Linked DNA regions of Ovis aries: region 1 is linked to region 2. The links are chromatin contacts, called in public Hi-C maps. All regions are on one chromosome and are shown on one strand. Each heading gives the region's core, a stretch centred on a gene start, on an enhancer-like site or on the middle of the called end of the contact. The rest is flanking DNA. Distances are from core to core; before and after follow the strand shown. Region 1 holds the start of LRBA (LPS responsive beige-like anchor protein). Region 2 has its middle 6.5 kb from the start of RPS3A.

The links. Hi-C and Micro-C count contacts between places; a contact is called where the count stands out from the background.
Region 1: a Hi-C map of liver shows a contact between it and region 2, with 2.2 times the contacts expected there. The contact joins the promoter of LRBA here to the enhancer-like site in region 2.

The regions. Positions count from the first base shown.
Region 1 is chr17:6,965,217-6,970,313 of ARS-UI_Ramb_v3.0, reverse strand. It overlaps LRBA (LPS responsive beige-like anchor protein), which reads right to left and starts at 3,684. Exons shown (of 57, transcript XM_060400971.1): 1 at 3,392-3,684; 2 at 2,365-2,803. The coding sequence starts at 2,583.
Region 2 is chr17:6,897,901-6,903,413 of ARS-UI_Ramb_v3.0, reverse strand. No RefSeq gene overlaps it. Among named protein-coding and RNA genes, the nearest start is that of RPS3A, 6.5 kb to the right of the region's middle. Within about 2 kb of position 3,638, at least 12 of the 54 cell types and tissues checked have an H3K27ac peak or open chromatin away from gene starts, as enhancers often do. A contact at or near this core is called in liver, where this site is marked.

The sequences.
Region 1 (5,097 bases), core at 2,435-4,934, 67 kb before region 2:
AAGAATTTAAAAACACTTGTAAAGCACCTGGCCCATTGCCTGCTGCTGCTGCTGCTAAGTAGCTTCAGTCGTGTCCGACTCTGTGCGAACCCAGAGACGGCAGCCCACCAGGCTCCCCTGTCCCTGGGATTCTCCAGGCAAGAACACTGGAGTGGGTTGCCATTTCCTTCTCCAATGCTTGAAAAGTGAAAGTGAAGCCGCTCAGTCGTGTCCGACTTTTCGCGACCCCATGGACTGCAGCATTCCAGGCTCCTCTGTCCATGGGATTTGCCAGGCAAGAGTACTGGAGTGGGGTGCCATTACCTTCTCCGGGCCCACTGCCTAGCTGGTGCTAAACTGCACTAACTTTTTTTTTAATCACACCTATTATTAGTTAATACAACTTCCTTCTTCAAGTAGAACTGAGACAAAGGCTGATAACTATCAATTAGAAAATATTAAGTGTAGCAGTCCTAACAACACTGAAATGGACTAGCTTACCAGATTCCTAACATTTTCAGTTTCCAAGATTTTCAAAAGACTGGCCAAGACCCCTGATACCCGGGTAGGAGCCTGAAAAGTCTTGTAAGGAAGAACAGAAGAAAAGAATTAATCTAATCCTTTCAGCAACTTTCTCTGCTGTACATGAGAAGAGAATGGTGGTGAAGAGCAGGTGTAATTGAACAGATTTTCCCCTCTCCTTTTACTCAGACACCTGTTGCCCCACAGACAGCTATGAAAGACTTAACCAATCACCTTAAAATCCATACCCAGGTCTAGAATTCTGGGCAGCATATAAACTATCACTACAGAATTCGGATTTTCCTTAATGATAAAATACAAGTTACTCATGTTTGGTCATCCACCTCCACAGAGGAGCTGGAATCCTCTGCCAGAGGAATCTGGTGTTACACACACACACAATTAATGATGGACTCTATCACTACCGCAGATTTTTCTTTAACATCCAAGAAACATGAGGTTTAGAAAAAGAAAAAAAGGAAAATTGACAAGCAGTTTTCAAATCTATCTTGAGATAAAGGAATACATCAATTTGCCATTTATCTTCCTCAGATTCACAAACTGTGAAAGTCCACATACATGTAAGATTCCCAAAATGTTTTTAACTGTTGAAACTGGATAATAGACACCAGAGCTTATTACACTGTTCTATTTTGTGTACATCTCAATATTTCCACAATATACCTACTTTAAAGTGTGTATGTGTATGTCTTTGCATATAAACTCCCAATACAACAAACTGCTAAAGAAATACTCTACTGTTCAAAGTTTTTGTATTCCATAGGTAAGTGAATTTCACCTAGCTACTTTCTCATTCTAGAAACTGTACCACAGGTAACCAATCTATTAGTAAAGGTCTAGTGAAGGAAATAATTAACTGCCCTGAATAAAACAAGCCTAACCTTGAAAAAATAGAGGCAAAGGGGAAAGGGGCTAAACAGTTATTCAACTACTGCACATTCATATTTCTTCCCTTCTATTATCTTGTAACACAGGTGAGTAGGTGGAAGGAGGAGAAATATCAAAGCCAAATTTATCGTACATTGACAGGCAACAGCTTGAAATAAAGAAATCTAAAAAGTCCCCATTAGAAATGAAAACTATTTCTATGACTACAAGAAAAGGGAAGTATGGCATATCCACCTTTTACAAATAACATTCATAGCTCATAGCAGTATAACCAGCAACTTCCAATGTCCAAACATCCTTTGCTGATAGACATGAATTCACAAGAGAAATAAAAATCATACTACTTCTGCCGCAATCCTCTTTTTAAACTGCCATTCAATTTTCAAAAGATGTAACCCTAAATTTCATTCCAAAATTTGACTTTTGTTCCTTATGTCTAAAAATAAAACTAATCGAAATTAAATATAAATGCTAACTTTGCAGCAAATTAATCTTTCATCAGCCCTGTGAACAAGAATTTTGTTCAAAATTCATGGCAAAACATAACTTACTCAAAAAAGGAGTAGGTAGAACTACCCTTTACATTATTTCTCAACTCCAAAAAAAGGGCACAAGAACTTATTTAAAATGTCAAAGATAAATGCACACTTAGATATACATCCCAAGGGGAAAAAAAAAAATTATAGAATAAAACTCCTCCATAGGAGTCCTCCGTAATACTTCCATGGTAACAATTATTTTCTTAGGACCAAAGGATCTGCTCACTTTCACAAAACCTGGAGGGTGTAAGTTTACATAATTCCCCTTAAACTGAAAATATCAGAAAGTGATTAACTTAGGTCAGCAGAATTTTGTTTCTATCACCAGCCTGAGTGAAGCACATGGCTTCAGCTCTAAGGTCTTGTTCTCCAACCCACTGAGAAGATAACACTGGTAAAATAGAGATCTACTTACCAGGTTAAAGACAGTTTCCACAATATCCCTATTGGATACTTCTCCAACTTCAACCAAGCCTGTCAGCACGGCAAATTTCATTCTGATACCCCTGATGGGGAGTCCTGGCGTCAGGGACAAGGCACCCCCTTCGGGAGGGGCTTCTCCTCCTTTCCCTCCACCTCCCCCGGCATCACCTGTTGGTGGCGGGGATGGGACAGTATTGTCGTCACTGGCCATGGCGAGTTCACGGGAAAGGACAACTCAAGAGTCACGCCGGGACCCAGTCGCCGCGCTAGTAATAAGCACACGGACGCCACGCAAAACGGAAAGGGTCACTCTTCCGAGCTGTGGAGAAACCCCAAGAGCAGTTGGTGTGGAAAGTCCTTGGCGTCGCCCTGCTGATTCTGGAGAATGTTTGTCCAATCTCTCTCCCGGAGGCTGACAATAACGCCAAACCCTATTGGAAGATCAGATCGATGTTAAAGGGGCTCGGTTTTGTCGTAGGGTTTTCGGGGAGCGAGGGGAGTAGCTGCTGTCCGTCAAGTCAGTTCCTACGAGCACCCCGCCGCCAGCCACCCGCTTGCCCGCGGCTCGAGGCGCGGGGTCCCGAGCGCAGGCGGGAGCCGGAGGCCCGGGACCAGGCTCCCTCCTCCCCCACACCCGCGCAGGTTCCAGGCGCAGCGCACCCTCTCCTCACAGGTGCACGGGAAGAGAACTGTCGCCGGGAAAGGGGGGGCTGCAGGAAAGCAGGGGTCCCAAAGCTCCCCTCGAGGTGGGAAGTTCCCCTCACCCAGACACTCCGGGCTCGTCCTCGCCCCCCGCCCGGCAGCCGCGAGACGGAGGTGGCGGCGGATCCAGGGCAGGAAAGGGCGGGGGAAGGGGGCGGTGATGACTCTCAACGCTCGGCCCAGGGGGAGGAGTGGAGCACCTCGCGGGCACCTGAGGTTCGTCGGGGAGAGGCGGGAAGGTGTGCAGTGGCCAGGAGGGAGGGGGCGGCCCGGCGGCTACGGCGAGGAGAGGAGGGAGGAGAGAGAGGTCAGCGCACCTGGTCGCAGCCTCCAAGTTTCCCTAGTCCGCTCCCCGGGAGTCCGAGGCTGCACAGAACTCCATGGCTTCCTGGCCCGCCCCACCCCTGCGCTCAGCCTTTGCAAAAACAGCCGCTGCCGGCGCTACGGGCGCGGCTGCGGAGGCCGCCGCGGGCGGTGAGGATGCTACTGCCCCAGCTCGCCCCGCCACCGCTGGCGCGGCCGTCCCTGAGCCCGCTGAAGCTGCTCCCCGCCGCCATGACAGCGCCGAGGGCGGCCGGGCGCGGCGTGCGCGTGCGCGAGCGCGCGGGGCGGTGGGGCGGGCGCGACGGCGGAGGCGACCGCGCGGCGGGGTGGGGAAGCGAGCGCGGCCCCCGGGGGCCGGCGGGGCGGGGGCGCCGCGCGCGGGCTGGCTCCGGGACCGCCTGCGAGGACGGGCGGGCGCGCCACGCAGGTAGCCCCAGGTGTCTCCTTAGGCCGGCCAGAAAAGACCTTTCTTTGCAGGAGCCCACTCTTCCCCCGCCTTCCACTCCCGGATCTGTGAAGGTGCTTTGGCGAGTGCCCAGGCGGCGATTCTTAGGCTCCTTCTGTTATTAAGTTACCGTAGGATCTCCCGGCGCGGAGGGAACACGCCCCTCATTGCCAAGGTGTCTTCTTGGACTCGGAGAAGGACACCTGAGGGACCGCTACGAGCCAGAGAGGTGGCAGCGCCGGAGCCAGCAAGGCTGCTGCCCTTGTCTAAGGGGAGCACAGAGTCCCCACCTCTGACAGCTTTCAGCTGCTGCCCGCCCGCCGCGCTCGGCCAAGACTCGGGAAGAGATTACCACTGGGATGCTCTGACAGCTGCCACCTTCCCCTCGGAAGGGAGTGTAGGGCGGCAAGATCATGTGCATGAGGAACGGGGAAGATTCCTTGCAGCTGCCGCCCCACCGAACCTCTCCCACATTCTAAGGAAGGGAGGGTTCCTGAGACAGCTGCTCTAAACAGCGTGGAGACGGGTTCATTCTGCCTGTAGGTCTCTGAAGGGTGTTTTCCTCTCGGGATTTTCCAGTGTGAAAGTTAGTTTCGCCTCATTCTCAGATTAGTTTATGAGATCAAGTATATTAGGATTAGAAACAATTCGGATCATCTGTGTCCTTCCCCCCTGCCCCCCATCAACAGTGAAGTGTTCTTCCTGCCGCGTTGGTGAAGTCGCTCAGTCGTGTCTGACTCTTTGTGACCCCATAGATTGTAGCCTACCAGGCTCCTCCGTCCATGGGATTTTCCAGGCAAGAGTACTGGAGTGGGTTGCCATTTCCTTCTCCAGAGGATCTTCCCAACCCAGGGATCGAACCCGGGTCTCCCCACATTGTAGGCAGACGCTTTACCGTCTGAGCCATCAGGGACGCATTAGTGGAAAACAAACACACATTAGAGAAGAAAGTGGCTTTTCACCCTTAGGGTACTTACTGTTAGAAGCCTTAAGGCCTTAAATATATATATATATAATGTTTAAAATACTAGCAGTCAAAAGTGAAACAAAAGTGGTGTCAAAGTTACGAAGCACTACGGAGGAATCAGGAGAAAAACTATATTGGCTTGAGAGAGGAAATAGTTTCCTACAAAAAGGGTTATTTGAGATGGGCTTGAAAAATGAATTTGATTTCAACCATCACATGGAAACTTAGAAAGGAGGGGAGCAACATGAGAAAAGACCAGAAGTACAGGAGTGTCTTGGTTTTAAAGG
Region 2 (5,513 bases), core at 2,389-4,888:
AATTGGATAAACAACAAGGTCCTACCATATATACTGTTTATCAAAAAGCCATAAGGGAAAATAACATGGAAAAAGAATACGTAGATCTATGTATCACTTAACCACTTTGCGTATAGCAGAAGTCAACACAACACTGCAAATCAGCTACCCTCAATAAAATAAATTTAAAACAACCAAAAAACTAACAAAATATTTCCACCTAAGCCCAGACTAACTTTCTTCCAGAATGTCTTTTCCCTCTACCACTGGTTTATCCCCTAAGTAACAGTTCAAAATGACTCTCAATCATTCGGACCCTGTGTTGGGACCCTGAACTGCTCACCTAAACTGGCTTACCGCCACTGTCATTATCCTACTCAGTTCTTATGAACCAAGTTTCTGATCAAAATCAGCCCTTTCAAGGCTCCTTCTGGTGCTCCCTGTTCCCAAGCGTTTATTTCTTCAATACCTTTCGTGCATTCATTATAGCGCTACATATTTAAATAGAGTTATTAGTTAATTAGTTAAGCAAAAAAAAAAAATGGTATTCTTATTTATGTTTGTAAATGTATTGCTAATAAATGGTGTTGGAAATAATTTCCCTTTCAGGGTAAAAGAAAGAGAGAAATGGGAAAAAAGAAAGTTTTTTGAAAATCTACTTTGTGTCGGTTACTTTCCATGCATTTAATTTTCAAAAGTAAATTCAAATAAGGCAGACAGAGACTAATTGTTCCTAAATATCCATCCTTCTCTTCTTTGAAAAATAACAGGCTTTTTGGTAGGCACATGACTGTACAGATAAGGTCTACATTTCCCAGCCTCTCTTACAGGTTAAGCACATCACAGTGATTTGCAGAGTAGATACTGGCAGATGGCGCAAATTCCCAGGTGACCCAGTGGTTAGGACGCTGAGCTCTCACTGCTGACGGTCTGGGTGGAACTAAGATCCTGCAAGCAGCACAGCGTGGCCAAACAAATAAAACAGGACTTACAGATGGTATTCTGCAAGGAAAGAAATATGCCCTCCTGTTTGCTTTTTCCTCTCCCTGCTGAACTAAATGTTAACTTTCAACTTGGGCCACATGGATGAAAGCAACACATTATGGATGGCAGAATAATTAAATAAGATTAAGAAGGGAATGGCTACCCACTGCAGTATTCTTGCTGGGACACTTCTATGGACAGAGGAGCTTGGTGGGCTACAGTCCCCGGAGTCGCAAAGAATCAGATGTGACTGACTAACACTAATACCACAGAGCCTGCGTGTCAGACCTGGACTGTATACAACAGGACTGCCGCATGAGCAGCAAATAACTTCTACGTTGTTTATGCCTATCAGTGAAGTCTCATTACAGTTTCTGAGTCAAGTTTTTGCTTAACACCTTGTACAACCTATGTGAGTGGCACTCCCTGGAGTTGTGCGACTTGGCAGTTTTGAACTCACCTTCCGACTAACAGAGTAAGGTGAAAACAAGCTCAGAAAGATTAAAAACTTCTCTGAAGTCAAACTATTAAGTGATAAGGTGAGACTGAACTCAGATATACATGTTGCCAAGTTGTGACAACACTAGGGTCTACCTTAAATTCTCACTTTGTGAAATGTTATCCAGAAGAACACTACTTATAGCAGATATACTATCATATCTGCTACGTGGGCCAGAATCCTTTAGAAGCAAATGCAGCAGCCCTCATAGTCAACAAGAGTCTGAAATGCAGTACTTGGGTGCAATCTCAAAAACGACAGAATGATCTTGGTTCGTTTCCAAGGCAAACCATTCAATATCACAGTAATCCAAGTCTATGCTCCAACCACTGATGCTGAAGTAGCTGAAGTTGAATGGTTCTATTAAGACCTATAAGACCTTCTAGAACTAACACCAAAAAAAGATGTCCTTTTCATCAAAGGGGACTAGAATACAAAAGTAGGAAGTCAAGAGATACCTGGAGTAACAGGCAAATTTGGCCTTGGAGTACAGAATAAAGCAGGGCAAAAGCTAACTCTCTTGGCAAAGAGTTTTGCCAAGAGAACGCATGGTCATAGAAAACACCCTCTTCCAATAACACAAGAGAAGACTACACATGGACATCATCACCATGGACATGGTCAATACTGAAATCAGATGATTATATTATTTGGAGTCAAAGATAGAGACGCTGTATACAGTCAGCAAAAACAAGACCTGGAGCTGACTGTGGCTCAGATCATGAACTTCTTATTGCAAAATTCAGACTTAAATTGAAGAAAGTAGGGAACATCACTAGGCCATTCAGGTATGACCTAAATCAAATCCCTTACGATTATACAGTGGAAGTGAGAAATAGATTCAAGGGATTAGATCTGATAGACAGAGTGCCTGATGAAGTATGGACAGAGGTTCATAACTGTGCAGGAGGCAATGATCAAAACCATCCCCAAGAAAAAGAAATGCAAAAAGGTAAAATGTCTGTCTGAGGAGGCCTTACAAATAGCTGAGAAGAGAAGAGAAGAGAAGCTAAAGACAGGGGAGAAAGGGAAAGATATACCCATCTGAATGCAGAGTTCCAAAGAGCAGCAAGGAGAGTAAGAAACCCTTCCTGTGATCAACGCAAAGAAATAGAGGCAAAGAATAGAGTGGGAAAGACTAGAGATCTAGGAGATGGTGAAGGACAGGGAAGCCTGATGTGCTGCAGTCCACAGGGTTGCAGAGAGTCAGGCACAACTAAGTGACTGAAAACAGCAACAAGTTACCCCCTTACAGTGTAAGGGAAGTGACTTCAATTCCCACTTAGAACCAGCAATAATGGCTGCACGGGTATCAGAAAAAACGTGAGTGTGCCTGGGACGTGTGCTGCTTCTGTGGCAGCAATGGCGGTACGGAGTCCAATTCGATTGTGCGGCTGCACCTCTGTCACGCCGCCGCACCACCATGTGCAGACGTGAGGTCAGCTTCCCTTCCTAATTCTCTTGCTTCCCTCCTTGGACAAGCTCCTTCTTCCCATCTGTTCCCAAGAAACCACCTGGCTGAGCGCACTCCAAGGAGAGCAACACTTGACCTTTAAATAAGGTTAAGGGCAGGGAGGGGCTCGGTGAGCGCGCAGCTGAGAAAAAGACAGCACCTCTGCCATTCATTTTGGAGCGAGAGAAAGAGAAAAGGAGAGTTAGCAGTTACTGAGTGTCTACTATGTGCCTGTGCTAGGCTTCCAATGTACACTGTGTCATTTAAATTTTCAGTAACCACAGGATTCAGGTATTGTTCCCACTCAATCAGTGAGAAAATAGACTCTAATACAAAGTCCCGGGCCACGTGGCAAAGCGATGGCTTGAAACCAGGTCTGGCTTCAAATCCATGTTGTTTCAGTTATACCCTGAGGCCTTTAAACTTTTAAAACTGTCTTTTCTTGTTTTCAAATACATTATCTCCTCTATATAACTCTGAAGAGCATCTGGTTACCTTAAGAAATTTTCCAGGCCTTACTGTGTTTGACATGACCAATAAAATATTCTGCAGCACTTGGAGAATTCAGCTGATCTTTTGTCACAGGGCAATGAAAGGTGGCAGTTGGCAACAAGATAAGGAGCTTAAGCCAGAATGCAAATTAGCATACTACTTCCTCAAGAGAGAGCTCTACCGTGGAAAAACACCCTCACCTGAACAATGTGTTCCGTGACAGGATTGATTTCATTCTCTTTGCCAACTGATCATAGTTTGTTGACCTGTACTGTTCTGATCACTGTGCTCCGGGAGAAAACAGAGTGCATTTTCATAATTCCATTTGGAACACCTCTACAATGAGAACTCATTACTCCATTTTCACTTTGTAAACAGAAAAGAAAGAGAAAAGCTAAGTTTCAAAAGAAAATGTGTAGTCTGATATCAAGTAAAAATATTAATCAGGATTCATCATTGAGTCATTCATCCATTCATTTAAGACTAATATACAAAGAGAGATATTTAGGACAGTCTCTGCCTTCTTCCCAGGAGGGAATGAGGTAGTGAAAGTAACATGGCTTGCCAGGCTTCTCACTTCATGGAATTCTCCAGGCAAGAATTCTGGAGTGGTAGGAAAGCACCAATTAAGAAAAAAATCATTACAGTGAAATGTGATTATCTCTGATTTCCTCTTTTTCTTCCCACGTCAATTAATCAGCATATTCTTTAGGCTCTCATTTCAAAACATAACCAGAATTTTCACTTCATCCTTCTACCCAGGGCAACTGCACTCACTTGAAGCCCAGAGGATGCCGTCTGCATTTTAGTCTCCTTGAATGGGGTCCTGCCACCATAGCTCTCCACCCTGCGCACTGCCGCCTCTGTCCCCCTGCGTGGAGCTCCTGCCGTCTCCTTGAACGTCTCCTGCTCACCACACAGCGCTCTCCACGCAGCAGCCAGTGTCACTCTGCTCCTCAAAGGCCTCCGATGGTTTCTCATCCCACACAGGAAAACATCAGGTCCTTACTGTGGCCTGCAAGCCCCGCCTTATCTGAAGTAGGCAACAAGGTCATTTTCTAAATATGACAGGGGATAGGCTGAGTTGGGGATGGGAACAGCATTGTCAGCGACTGGAATAGTCACACTTTGAGAGGAAGGGGAAGGGTTGTTGACAGGGAAAAGGGTTGTCAGGGGCCCAAGACTCAACTGAGATCATTGATTTCTAACAGTTCCAGTCTGAAATGTGCAGTTTTCTCTAACCACTCCATGAGGGTAGGGGTCATTGTAAGGGTGTGGAAAAATGCACGGTACTTTCTGCTGCAACCCAAACTCTTCCAACACTTAAAACAACAAACATTTATTATTTCTCACGATTCTACGCGTCAGCTGGGTGGGTCTTCTGTTCTGGGCGAGCTCATTTGGACTACATGGTCTAGGATGGCCTTTTTAAAAAACACCTAATGGTCAGTAGCCAGATTGTTCTGGAAAGACCTCAGCTGGGCCTTGTTATTTCCCCTTCAAATCACGGCTCCTCTCCAGCAGGCTAGATCAGGCTTCTTCAGGAAGTGAGCTCAGTGTTCTGAAGAGCAGAGAGAGCGAGTCCACGTGTGCCAGCATCTTTTAAGTCACTGCCCAACTTGCTAATGTCCCTTGATGAAAGCAAGTCACACTATCAAGCCCAGAGTCAGGGTGAGAGGGGACAACACATAGTCATAGATAGAGGCAGGAGTGAAAAAATAGGGGCAAATACTACCATGAAGGGTAAATTGCACACTGAAGTAGGTTTAGGGTTTTCTGGGCAGGGTCAGAGAGGGCTAGGGCTTCAAGGAAGTACAGAGTTTTGGTGAAAAAGTATGTTGTTCACATGAAACAACCATGAGCTGCAGCTAAAAAGAAAAGGAAATGAGATAGGGGTGTTTACAGATTGGGAGAAAACGATGTTACAATTCTGGAACCCATTCGAACATGGTCAGGGGAGACATTCCCACACCAACAAAAAACTCTTGGCCACCAGCTGGGTATCCTAAATATAACTTGATTCACAATTGGAAGGGTTAACGGCTCAGTCTTACAAGACTCCCAACACCCCTTCAGATGCCAATCACAATTATGCTCACTGGGTTT